Linked DNA regions of Mus musculus: regions 1, 3 and 4 are each linked to region 2. The links are chromatin contacts, called in public Hi-C maps. All regions are on one chromosome and are shown on one strand. The core of a region is the stretch at or near the end of the contact, and the rest is flanking DNA. Distances in the headings are between cores, read along the strand shown. Region 1 has its middle 130 kb from the start of Gm32590. Region 2 overlaps A930035F09Rik (a long non-coding RNA gene). Region 3 has its middle 170 kb from the start of Gm32590. Region 4 has its middle 47 kb from the start of Gm32590.

The links. A called contact is a pair of places that touch in the nucleus more often than the background predicts.
Region 1: a contact with region 2 is called in a Hi-C map of bone marrow-derived macrophages, with 22 read pairs. The contact joins two enhancer-like sites.
Region 3: a contact with region 2 is called in a Hi-C map of bone marrow-derived macrophages, with 20 read pairs. The contact joins two enhancer-like sites. A contact is called at or near these places in 1 of 15 datasets of contacts at CTCF or cohesin (the NIH/3T3 cell line) and 1 of 484 Hi-C or Micro-C datasets (bone marrow-derived macrophages).
Region 4: a contact with region 2 is called in a Hi-C map of bone marrow-derived macrophages, with 20 read pairs. The contact joins two enhancer-like sites. A contact is called at or near these places in 2 of 484 Hi-C or Micro-C datasets (CD4 T cells and bone marrow-derived macrophages).

The regions. Positions count from the first base shown.
Region 1 is chr8:127,937,511-127,940,828 of GRCm38.p6, reverse strand. No RefSeq gene overlaps it. Among named protein-coding and RNA genes, the nearest start is that of Gm32590, 130 kb to the right of the region's middle. Within about 2 kb of position 1,373, at least 28 of the 459 cell types and tissues checked have an H3K27ac peak or open chromatin away from gene starts, as enhancers often do. A contact at or near this core is called in bone marrow-derived macrophages, where this site is marked.
Region 2 is chr8:128,334,930-128,338,040 of GRCm38.p6, reverse strand. All of the region lies in intron 1 of A930035F09Rik (a long non-coding RNA gene), which reads left to right. Among named protein-coding and RNA genes, the nearest start is that of A930035F09Rik, 22 kb to the left of the region's middle. Within about 2 kb of position 1,835, at least 14 of the 459 cell types and tissues checked have an H3K27ac peak or open chromatin away from gene starts, as enhancers often do. A contact at or near this core is called in bone marrow-derived macrophages, where this site is marked.
Region 3 is chr8:127,977,583-127,980,856 of GRCm38.p6, reverse strand. No RefSeq gene overlaps it. Among named protein-coding and RNA genes, the nearest start is that of Gm32590, 170 kb to the right of the region's middle. Within about 2 kb of position 1,521, at least 7 of the 459 cell types and tissues checked have an H3K27ac peak or open chromatin away from gene starts, as enhancers often do. A contact at or near this core is called in bone marrow-derived macrophages, where this site is marked.
Region 4 is chr8:127,851,026-127,854,031 of GRCm38.p6, reverse strand. No RefSeq gene overlaps it. Among named protein-coding and RNA genes, the nearest start is that of Gm32590, 47 kb to the right of the region's middle. Within about 2 kb of position 1,656, at least 3 of the 459 cell types and tissues checked have an H3K27ac peak or open chromatin away from gene starts, as enhancers often do. A contact at or near this core is called in bone marrow-derived macrophages, where this site is marked.

The DNA.
Region 1 (3,318 bases), core at 124-2,623, 400 kb after region 2:
CTGTCAACCATAACCAGAAGAAAAGGCCAGGCATGGTAATGTGCTGGAATCCCAGTGCTGAGGAGGTTGGGATGGTAGATTCCTAGAGCTCAGTAGCCAACTAATCTAGCTGAATCAGTATCCCCAGGTTAAGTGAGAGAAGCTGTCTCAAAGAATAAGCAGATGAGTGTTTGAGAAAGACATGATGTTGACCTCTGGCCTCCACATGCATGCACACAGATATACCTACCTATACACACACACACACACACACACACACAGAGAGAGAGAGAGAGAGAGAGAGAGAGAGAGAGAGAGAGAGAGAGAGAGAGAGAGAGAGAGAGAGAAAGTAAAGCAGATAAAATTAGAAGTATTCAAAAGGTCTCAAGAGTTTTGGAAACACTTGGGTCTTCTTTTAGCCTGGATGTTCAATAGCATCCCCTCTTTACTTCCGTGACTCTGGGGATGAGTGACTTTGGATATGTGCTGCTTTCTGAGATCATCTATCTGTTGCCTTCCTATAATATCTGTTAAAAGATGGATTTTTTGTGAAGAACACCTTGGAAGAGATGCTGTTGCACAAGTAGGCTTTCTCTAATGGTCTTATACTGCATGAGCGAGCAGTTGAAGGCACAGAGCCGGCTGTGTGGAGGGCTGCTCCATTGCATAGAAACCCTAGCAACTACAGACTTCCGACGTTGCAGCCCAGATGCCTCAAAAGCCTACATAATGAGCTGCCTCATTCATAGGTGATAGTACACTACCGGGGAAGAATTGACCTGACACTCTGAAACCCCAGACTCCCAGCATCCCTGAGGTCTGATTAGGCAGTTTGTTGTAAGACTCACATCAAACTGTGGAACACAGAAAGATCCCATAAATAGTGCTTGAAATTGATTTTAAGGTCAGAGCAACCTGAACCTCTGACCCTGACTTTTAACCTCCCGAGTCTTAACTTTCCATCTCTGTTGTTGTTGCAATTGCTCACATTCTGAGCAGAAAGGACAGCTCCACCTCCCATGTACCAAGGCACAGAATCCTACAGTGGGACCGTTGCTGGGCAACGGCAGCTAGACCAATTTGTTTGGGGAGAATTTAAGAATGATTAGGCTTGCAGGGTTGGCTTGGGTGGTTCCTTTCTTCCTTTCCTAGGGTACCTATTCCTGGATGTTGTAAATATTCATCTGAGTTTTGCATATATGAGGGGAAACATATTTAAATGAGTTTGGGAGGACAATTTGCTTGGGTACCTCACTACTATCTTTTATGTTTTGCAGACAGCACACTGCAGAAAGAGAAGTAGCGTTTCTGTGCCTGTTATTGACACAGATGATATGCTGGCAGCCAGCTTGCTTCTGTCACTTAGAACAATGGGAACCGAAGGTGCGGGGTAACCAGTGTGGTTAGTAATTGTCAGAAAATGGGGAAGGTCCAAGTGCCAGGCACTGAGTGTTTCCTCATGCGTGTGACTGTAAAGAGTCTCCTGGCCTCCCTGTCTTGTCAGTGTTATCAACACTAAAATACCCACTGGGATAACCCCAGGAGAGCTGCCTATGAAAGGTGAAAGGAAGAAATGCTTTCTTTCAAAAGGAATGTGACTTTTTAAAGGATCTGCAGCTCACTGATGTCAGATGAGTCAAAAAGGGATAGGAACCCCAACCTCTCCTGAAACCATGGGTGTCAACATCGCCTCCTCTCCAGGAATGTCAGTATGTGCACATACTCCCAGGCACATTTATTTCACAATTCCACAGGCAGTAAAGATACTGATGTTTCTCCATAGGAACTTGAGGAGCTGTCTTGAAAACTGACTCTTTTGGTTTTCCCATAAGCCTGCAACATCCGTTGAAGTCAGTTTTTTTCTGTCTGAAGCATTCTCTTTGTCTCCATGACCACCTGACTGCTTCTGAAAGAGAGCTTCCTGGTGCTGCTGTGTCCCGCTTTAGCTACAACTTGGTCAGGAGCCCCTGGCACCATACAGAGGATTAAGTGCCCCCTCTCTGGCCAAGTATACCAGTTGTTTGTAGGGCACTATAAGCTGTGAGTTCCATCTCTTCACCCTCAGGGGGATGTCAATAGACTAAAAATGTGCCTCTGGACCATCTGACAGTATGGGCTCCAAAGCTGTTGGGCTTTTAGACCAAATTGCATTCAAGTACATATCCCATCTACAAGATCCATATCCCCAGTCCCTAATCCTGGGTCCCCAGGCTAATTTTGTAGGCTCTCTTGCATATGAGGCAGCATCTGGCGTAGGATTCAGCTAAACTGTTTCTGGATCCGAGTTTTGCTTGGATGTAAGTTAGCTATGTTGCTTCATTTAAGGGAGACATTTTGGATATAAAATGGAGTACCAACCGCTCAGTTGGTAAAGTGTTTATCTTACAAGCAGGAGAACCTGAATTCAATACCTAGAATCTATGTCAAAATCCAGGAGTGACGGCTTCACTTATAATCTCATCATGGGGAGGTGTGATGGTTTGTATATGCTTGGCCCAGAGAGTGGTATTTTGTGGGCTTTAATACCTTGTCCTAGCTGCCTGGGACTGAGTATTCTGCTAGCAGCCTTCAGATGAAGATGTAGAACTCTCAGCTCCTCCTACATCATGCCTGCTTGGATGCTGCCATGTTCCTACCTTGATGATACTAGACTGAACCTCTGAACCTGTAAGCTAGCCCCAATTAATGTTGTCCTTTATAAGAGTTGCCTTGGTCACAGTGTCTGTTCACAGCAGTAAAACCCTAAGACAAGAGGCAAAAATATCCAGACCCCCTAGGTCTTTCTGGCCAGCCACCCTACCCTAGTTGTCAAGTTATAAACTAATCAGAGACCTTGTCCCAAAACAATTGGATGGATCAGGGGGACCATCATCCATGGTTGCCCCCTGACTTTCATATGAGTATAGATACATAGATACACACACCTGTACACATATGCACACACACACACACACACACACACACACACACACACACACACACACACACTGAGGTGCCAGAGTAAACAAGGAGAATGGAGACACACAGAAGGAACACTGTGTCAGTCATAGTGTTTGACTTTCATCTTGGGAATTTGAGCTGGACTGTAACAACTCAAAATACTCAGATTGCACTCACCCTCCAAGATAGGCTGGAAGGGTCATGCATCCCATATTTTTTACAAACAACTTTTTTTTTTTCATTGAGAGCCAGTGTGGATAAGGCACTCTCTCTTAGGTCTTGCATAAATATAAAGTGATTAAAGGCAGAGTCCTCAAGATGAAGACACAAAGCCTTTTTTGAATGAAGGGAGAGGAAGCAGCCCCTGGCTATGCCTGAGTTCCATCAAATCCATGATGA
Region 2 (3,111 bases), core at 586-3,085:
CTTTTAAGAACATGCCCAATTTTTCCTTGCTGGAAAGTTCTGTGTGGATGTGCACATGTGGACAAGTATTCACTTCTGTTTTACATACTGTCATCTCCTTAGCTATTCATGTGTAGTGGAGATAGGATCAACTGATTTGAGCACATAAAAACTGTAAAATTCATTTAATTTACCAATGAGAAACCTAAGTCCAGAGATACTTCCAAGGTGACTTGGAAAGTCCAAATTTGCATGCCTTTAAACCTATAGACACTAAAGTCTATCTCTCAAAAGGCCATTGAAAGACAGAGAACACCATGTAGGAAAGGATCTCCAGATGAGACTTTTAAAAAGTTATTTTTTAAAATGGGTATTAGTATTTGGCTCCCTTCTGTGTCTGTGATTACCATATGTGCGCCTGTGGAGATGAAAAAGGTCTCCCCGAACTGGAGTTACAGATGGTTTTGAGCTGCCATGTGGGTGCTGGAAACTAAACCTAGATCCCCTGGAAGAGAAAGCAGTGCTTTTAACCATTGAGCCATCTCTCTAGCCTTCCAGATTAGCCTTTGCTGAGGGTGAATGAGGATTGGCACAGCAGAGCTTCTTGCTTCTGACTTAGAGTAGAAGGAATTGTGTCAAGTGTCAACAAACCACTTGAGGCATAAGTGCTTAAGATCTGACTGGTAACAGAGGATAGATGAAAAACACCCCTGTGCATGAACAACAAGACTGTAGTGTTCATAAGAAGGACCACAAATGACAAAGAAAAGGTTAGCACTGACTCCTTGGGGTCATGGTAGCATACTCTAGAGCTTCAGGGAATTCTATCTGTGCCATTAAGTAGAATGGGCTGTGTTACAAAATGAACAGTGGTAAACTGAACAGTGCCTTTGAAATCATGTCAGAATAATTGAGCAACATTCTTTCCAGGAATATTTTTCTGCCTGAAGTAGATAAATAACAAAAAATAGAGAAAACCCAAAAACAAAACTCATCAACAAGAAGCCAGAAAAGTATTGTATCTTGCTTAATTAAGTGGCTATAGAATGGATATAGTGGGTTATGATTTTATTATTTATTTTGCCTACATATGTTTGACCTTTCTGTTCGACCTCTCATGATGATGATGTGTGTGTGTGTATGTGTGTGTGTGTGTGTGTGTGTGTGTGTGTGTGTGTGTGTGTATACGTTCACACATATAGCTGGTCTTTTCCTGGCCTCTGCTGATATTCTGCCTCTGCCTATTTAATTATACTGATACATCTTTTCTCTTTCCACACTGTGCCCTGCACTTTGATCCTATAATCCCACTTGAGGTGGCTTTCCTAAACACCTCAGATTGCTAATTGAGTCCAGCCTTGAGTCCTGGGCATTACCATCAGTCACACTCTGGTCCCTTGAATCCATTGTAATAACTGACTGAACTTCAGCTCCATATTTTCATCTCAGAGGCCCACATACAGTTCAAATCCCAGGGTCTCTGCACACCCATTGCCTCTGCTTTTCCTCTTGAGCTCTTCATTTCATTCCATTTCCCCCAGAATTACATGGGAGTTAGGGACATGGAGGCTTCTGTAGATCTTCTGGTTCTCTTGTCCTCCCCTCTCCTCCATTTTCACCACCCACCTAACATATTATCTAGTCAAAAAAAAAAAAAAGCAATTTGACTTGAGCTCTATCAGTGGTTGTTTCTTGCTATAGGGAACCACTCACACCCACCATAGGATAAATATATTCCTTAATAATCTGCATTCACATTCCTTCTGGAATTATACTGTGTTTCCCTCTTCTCTCAGGAGATCAGCATATGTACCTCCAGGCTTGCTCACATCCCACGCTCATCCTTCAGAGATTCCACACTATCTTCCCATAACTGCCAGCTGGGATCTGCCCCTCCCTGCTCTGCCTTTCTCTTTCCTTGATGTTCTGGTGACTGGCATGGTTTCGCTTCCTGTATGAGTCTGCAGATCCTTGAGCATTGAAGCCTTTTCTTATTCATCTTTGTCTCCTAGGGCCAACCAAGAGATTGTATATACGTTTGTTAAATGGCACAAAGAAATAATGGGAAAGGTTACCTGGGGGGCTTTTTCTTTCTGATCGGATCACTTTGATCATTGGAAGGATGGAAGGCCGGGAGGAGGGTGGTTTTATGACGAACATCTACTTAGTGCTGCTTATTTCTCGATGTGGTTTCTATGTTCTCTCCTTCAATCCTCACAGGGCATTTATAGGGTTACTATTATTACCCCACTTCCATATGAGCATAATGAAGTTCAGAGTCTGAGTGTCTGGCTCATCGGTAGAGTTCAGGTCCTGGAATTCAGTGAAAACTAGGACAGAGATTCAAATTAACTTGATATTACCCTCCAGCCATTGACGTAGTTAACAACTCAGCTTGAAGTGGCTTAGCTGTATGGATAAGCTATAGAAATATAATATTATTTCCTTATTCGAAATTCTCATGATCTCTGTCTGTGTGTGTATGCATGCGTTTGTGTGTGTGTGTGTGTGTGAGAGAGAGAGAGAGAGAGAGAGAGAGAGAGAGAGAGAGAGAGAGAGAGAAATCTCAATGCAGAAATAAGCATTGAGTGTCTTTCTTCCGGCACTGTCCATCTTAATTTTTGAGACTAGGACTCCCAATGGCCTGGTGTCCATCTAGTAGTCTAGGCTAGGTGGCTAGCAACCACTCAGGAGCCTGGCTGGGATTACAAGCATGCCCATTATGTTTTGCCTTTGTTGTCATCGAGTTTAACATGGGCTCTTGGAATCAAACTCAGGTCCTCATACTTGGAAGGCAAGTGTCTACTGACTAAGCTACCTCCTTTACCTGGCAGCATTGTTTTCAGAACTAATTAAATTTGATTCTCCAGGGTAGAGCTTTATGAGCCTTAAAACTGGGAATGCTACTCATTTCTTCTCTTTGCTCCCATTACTTCTACCCGAATGCTCAGAGAGCTGGACGTATATACACACACATTTCTGCCTGTACTTGCTCTTACCTACAATTCTTTGTCAAGAATTCATTTGCAATGTTAATGAGCATATGGGTCTGACATAATTACATATATGCTTTTCTTACACTTTCAGAATAATAACATTCTTGAAATGTACTCTTCTACCCACCCCTTTCTC
Region 3 (3,274 bases), core at 272-2,771, 360 kb after region 2:
GTTCTGAACAGACATCAGAGGGAAAGGACCACAATGTCCACCCTCAGACTCTTCCCTCCATTCTCCACCATATCCATAGCTGTTATCTGTGTGGTACTTGGTGTCCATGGACAACTTGACAGGGTTTAGGATCACATAGATATAGCAATGACGGTATTTTTAGGGATGATTCAATGAGAGAAGGCTCACCCTGAATGTGGATAGCACCATCTCATGGACTAGAGTTCTGATTGAACAGGAAGGGTAACTAGAAGAAGCCAACTGAATCCCAGCATCTCTCTCTCTCTCTCTCTCTCTCTCTCTCTCTCTCTCTCTCTCTCTCTCTCCCTCCCTCCCTCCCTCCCTCCTTCCCTCTCCTTCCTAATTGTGATGCAAAGGGACTAACTAGACTTCTCACATTCCTGCAGCCATGCCTTCCCATTATGACAGACCACCATACACTCAAACTGTGAGTCTACATAGGTCTTCCATTCTAGAGCATCCACTGATGTTAGCATAGCTGTGCTTCTTTAAGAACACAGCTCCCTGTAAAACCACTTTACAGTCCTCTACTGTGACATCATTCATGGTACTTTCTTGGATGGGTGATCTGTATTACAAGGATGGCAAATTACTTCTTTCTCTTACCTACATCTTGCTATTCTTTTCTGTGATTCCATCCTTGGGGTAGAGAAATAAAAGATGCTTTTTATTTAAATGGAATATTGTGTGTATAATCTATTTATTTCAGATAAAGTGAAATCTTCCCTTCTTTGATACAACCATAAAACTCACATTATCAAATATAATATTTTACTTTGGAATAAAATCTGGAACCCTTGGCTAAAATTTTAATCAGTTTTACTCTGACTTATAAACAATGCTTCAGCTTCAGGTCTGGAATATTCATGCAGAGCAAAGTGTTTGAAGTTGAATTGGCAGATTCCTCCCTTGGGGACCCTGTTAGAAGAGATTCAGAGGGCTGGATTGGGCTGGGTTGGGGGCCAGAGTAGAGTCCAGGTGGACCAAGGTAGAGGCCTGTGGGTGGTCCTGGGTGGGGCTTTGATGGACTGTGGCTGGGGACCTAGGGTGGGCTGGGGTGTCAGCAGAGAAGGGCCAGCAAGTTTGCATGACCGATAGGTTCTCAGTAATGGATGCTGAGGCCACCCATAGAGTAAAGAGGCTCTAGAGTTTTAGAAAATGATTCTTTCTTGAACTAGTTGGTTGCATTTGATGAGGAAGAGAGATTAGCAGGCTCTTGAGAGCTATGACAAGCGGGGGGGTGGGGAATGCAGAAAAGGGAACTCCGTTCTCAAAAGATGCATGGAGACACCATCTCATGGCCTTTTAATGCAGCATATAAGGAGATGAGAAAGTAAAAGAAAACAAATATCTTCTATTAGTGCTGCATTCCTGAAACCATCAAACTTAATGTGTGCCAGTGTTACTGTAAATCTTATTAAAACATGAATACTGGTTCTCTGGTGTGGGGCAGCCCAACTGTTTGCATATTCTTTCTCTCTCCTTTGTTTCATTTTCTTTTTAGGGCATACTCATTACACAAAGTGATGTGTTTCATAACGATATTGTTTGTGTTCATTGTGCACTTTCACCAAGTTCGTTCCCACCACCCTCTCTGGGGCCTCTCCCTTCTCCCAGCCATCCCTTCCCAGATGTTGTTCCCAGGACCACACTCTGAAAAGCACTGCATTATGAGGGTGGGGAAGTTGCTGAGAGGTGACAACCTAAAGTTAGTCAATTCTACTTCAGTCTGTAGAAGAGAGGGGCAGGGGAGACGCCAGAACAAAACAAAGGCATTGAGACAAAAATAAAAGAAACAGTTAAAACCCTTCCCAGGTCTGAACAACTTGAACTGTAAACACTCAGACAATCTCCATAGCAATCTCCGTATCATCAGTGATCATTCTGAAAAGGTTGTGGAGGATGAATGGCTTGTCCAAAGCAGAAATAGAACAGTCGGAGTTTGTTTTTGTTTTTTGTTTTCTCAATGAAAAAAAGGCATGGCCTTGAAAAATCCTGCACTCCTACGTTTAACTTCATTACACAGGAAGTTAGAAAAGAAGAGCTCAGAAAACAACCTCGATATCCATTCCCAAGCACCTTAAAAGGAAGAGGACATCCAATCATCACAAGAGTACCCCCCACCCCAAACAAAAACATCCTTGAGTACTCATTTAGACTGAGGAAGGATTTAAGAATCCCAAGAGATAAGAAAACCTGTGTGGAGCTTAGAAAAAGACTTGGTCAATTAAGTGTTTGCTTTGCAAGCACCAGGACCTGAGTTCAAACCACAGAAGCTACATAAAGACAAATATCCTGAGCTTGCTGAGGGCACCTGTGAAATTAGCCCTGTGGGGCAGAGATGCTCAGAAGCAGACCCTTGAAGTCTCTGGCCAGTCAGTCTATCCTGAATGGAGAATTCCAGGCCACTGAGGAAAAGCTGTTTAAAACAAAACAACAGAAAACAAACAAAACAAGATGAATAGCACCCGAGGAAAAACCTGTAAAGATGTGTACACACCCATGTACATGCACATAAAATAATACAAAAAGAAAACTGACACATAGAATTTTGTATACAAAATCAAACTGCGAGATGGTGTCCTACCAAGCAGAGGTTTCTGTCCATTGTGCCACCTTGTCCTCGATGCCCACAGGCAGCAGTGAGTTCTACCCCCTCAGCTCTTTGGCTCAGCTGCACCCAGATTCTGAGCAAAAGTAAGGAGGGAGAGGACTGGGAGCCCTGCCTGCTTCAGGACCAACTCCACTGAGGCACAGCATAGGGAGACTTCACCCTGATGTTCAAAGCATATGCCACTGAGCCTCTCAGATGCTTCTCATTAATGGGGACAGGGGTGGCAAGAGAGGCAGCTGCTCTCTCAGACATGCCCTGCATTGATCTGGCCTGATGTTAACAAGACTGCTCATTCTGTCCATGTAATTAGCTCACCAGTGCTCCGTGGAAGCCTGTAAGAAGTGCCACTCACTCACCCAGCTAGAGTAAGCACCTGCTATGCACAGAGGTATGGTAGGCCATTGGGGGAAGAAGGATTCCTTATCCCTAACCCTTTATGATGTACAGCTCACAGATCAATCACGTGTAGCCATGTCATCAAAGCATCCCTCTGGGCTTACAGGACTTAACACACAAAGCTTGTGCTTCCAGACTGCCAGTGAGACAACATATGCACAACACACATACACACACACACACACACACACACATACACACGCTAATGTGCTCTCAGGAAGCCCTCTGTAGCATCTACAATTT
Region 4 (3,006 bases), core at 407-2,906, 480 kb after region 2:
AGCTAGATGCTCAAGCGTTTGGTTAAGTCCTGTGCCTCAGTACATGTTATTATATAAACCACATTTACTGCTATATACAGGTGAACCACCTCTTCTTCAGTCCCATCAAATCAATGATAAGATAGTGGTTAAAACGATGCTCAATTCACGAAGCTCAAGAAGAAAGAAGACAAAAGTGTGGATGCTTCAGTCCTACTTAAAAGGGGGAACAAAATAGTCATGGGAGGTAGAGGATGGGGGGAGGGGGGACTTGGGAGGAAAAGAGAAGGGGTGGGGAAAAAGGTATGGGAGGAGACAGGGATAACATACAGAGGGTCAGGAAATTGAACAGACGTAGCAATGGGGGATGGGGAACTGGGGGTAGCCATTAGAAAGTCTCAGATGCCAGGAAAGCAAGAGGCTCACAGGATCCAATGGGGATGAGATTAGCTGAAATATCCAACAAAGGGGAAAAAAAGAACCTGTAGGGACCATATCCTGAGGTTAGACATGGCCCCGGTTGAGGGGATGGGGTCACCCACCCATCTCCAAAATTTTAACCCAGAATTGCTCCTGTCTAAAGGAAATGCAGGGAAAAAGAGTGGAACAGAGACTGAAGGAAAGGCCATCTAGAGACTGCCCCACCTGTGGATCCATCCCATATGCAGACACCAAACCCAGGCACAATTGCTGATATCAATAAGTGGTTGCTGATACCAAGAAGAGCCTGATATAGCTGTCTCCAGAATGGCTCTGCCGTAACCTTCAGTCTCTGTTCCACTCTTTTTCCCTGCATTTCCTTTAGACAGGAGCAATTCTGGGTTAAAATACAGATGGGGATGCACAAAATCAACCATCAGACTGAGCACGGGAACTCTAGTGGAGAAGTTAGGGAAGGACTGAAGGAGCTGAAGGAGTTTGTAACCCCATAGGAAGAACAACAATATCAACCAACCAGACCCCTGCTCCCAGAGCTCCCAGGGAATGGGAGGGGAGGCCCTTGGTCCTGTGAAGGCTTTATGCCCCAGTGTAAGGGAATGCTAGGGCAATGAGGTGGGAGTGGGGGGGGCACCCTCATAGAAGCAGGGGGAGGAGGGATGGGTTGGGGGTTTGTGAAGGAGAAACAGGGAAAGGGGATAACATTTGAAATGTAAATAAATAAAATAACCAATAAAAAAAAAGAAAGAAAAGAGAGGAAAAGAAAAGAAAAGAAAAGAAAAGAAAAGAAAAGAAAAGAAAAGAAGATGCATTCAAATAGTAAAATATGATCAAAGATGATGTATCTTACATGCAGAAATTCCTGAAGGTTCCATAGAAAAAAAATAGACCAACTAAGTTCAACAAAGCAGTAAGAAATAAAACATTAAAATTGAAAAAAATGCTCAGTTGAAAAACCACTTGCCAAACAAACACAAAGACTAAATGCAATTCCAAAAACTCCTGTGTAAAAGCTGCATTTTGGTGGCACACACACAATTCAATTGCTGAGCAGGTAGAGACAGTCCCAGGTCACTGGGACTCTCAGGCTAGTCAGTCTAACTGAGTCAGAGCATTCCTGTCTCAAGAAGCAAGCTCCTGAAGAATGATACCTAAGTTTGACCTCTGGCCTCCACATAAACACACACAAGATGTTCTGTCCACTTCTCCAAGCCAAGCCTATTCAGTTCCTCAAAAGGCCTGGGCCATCCCATGGTTCCTGTATTGAACCTCTGCTGTACTACTGTAACCAATTTAATGATCACAGAGGCTAAGTAAGTGTTCAACTGTCTCTTTCTCTTCTTGCTGTTACTAAATCCTTCCATATTAATAGTCAATTTCCCAGCAAAAACGTTACAGTACTAGCAGCTTGGGAAGAAGATAAGAGCTTGTAGAGATGGGAGAGCACGGTACTGCCTATGAATCACACCAGCAGGATAACTAGAAGAAAAGCATCAGTCTCAAGGAAACATTAGCTTGGGGAAGTGAAGGGGACCAATGAGAAAATCAGTCGCTGTGCCCTCCTGCATCCATCAGCCCTGCCATATCCCTGCTACCTCACTGTCCTGTGTGCTATGAATGAATCCAAATGAACTGGTATCTCTTGACACTTTTGTTTCTCCATTTTCACTGACACCTCACCCTTAGCACTTGACCCAGAGCCCCAAAAGTTGGGGGATATGGGCAGGGATAGGCCACTTCATACTTTAGTAATGTAAAGATCTTGAAAATATTTATCAAGACATATTCTCTTCTTATGTCCCTTTTGGGGTTCCCCATTCTTCTAAGACAATGGTTCTCAAACTTCTTAATGCTTAATTCGTTCTGTTCCCTGCTCATAAAATTATTTCACTGCCACTTTATAGCTATAATTTTGCTACTGTTATGAATCATAATGTTAATATTTGATATGCAACCCCAAAGGTGTCATGACCCTCAGGTTGAGAACCACTGTTCTAAGGCTTTATCAAAGCAGTGTCTCTTGCCTCTCTGAGTGTGGGTCGCATTACAACCTTCCACCCTGGACACTCAAGACAAGAGTCAGTCCTTTAAGACCCTTGCTAGCCTGGCTTCCCTGGAGTTGCCTTCAATATTGTTTAATTCATCTCTTTAGGAGGATTTCTTTTGAGTTCTTCTGTTTTGGGTCTAACTGATGTAATTTTATCTCAAAAACAATATTAGTGTGAGTAATAGACATCAAAGCATGTGACTTCCTGCTTGCCTTATGTCAGGGACTTTGAGATCAGCATCCAATATTTCACCATTTAGGTGACCAGCTCTGCTGACCCACTCAGCCTTTTTCCTCAGAGCTTCCCTTTCCCAAAAATAATACCCTCTAAATCCAAGCCAGTTGAAAGTACTAGATACACCCAACTGCTTGGAGCCCCAGAGAATGAGGCTAGGATTTCTTCAGCTAAATTACACTGGGCCTCGCTTTTTCCTTCACTCTCGAGACCCCTATCGCCAAATTCTGCTAATCTATTTGCTTACCTAATAACTACAGATCACAAATACTTCCTAAGTACACATGGAGTACTCTTCAAGACAAGC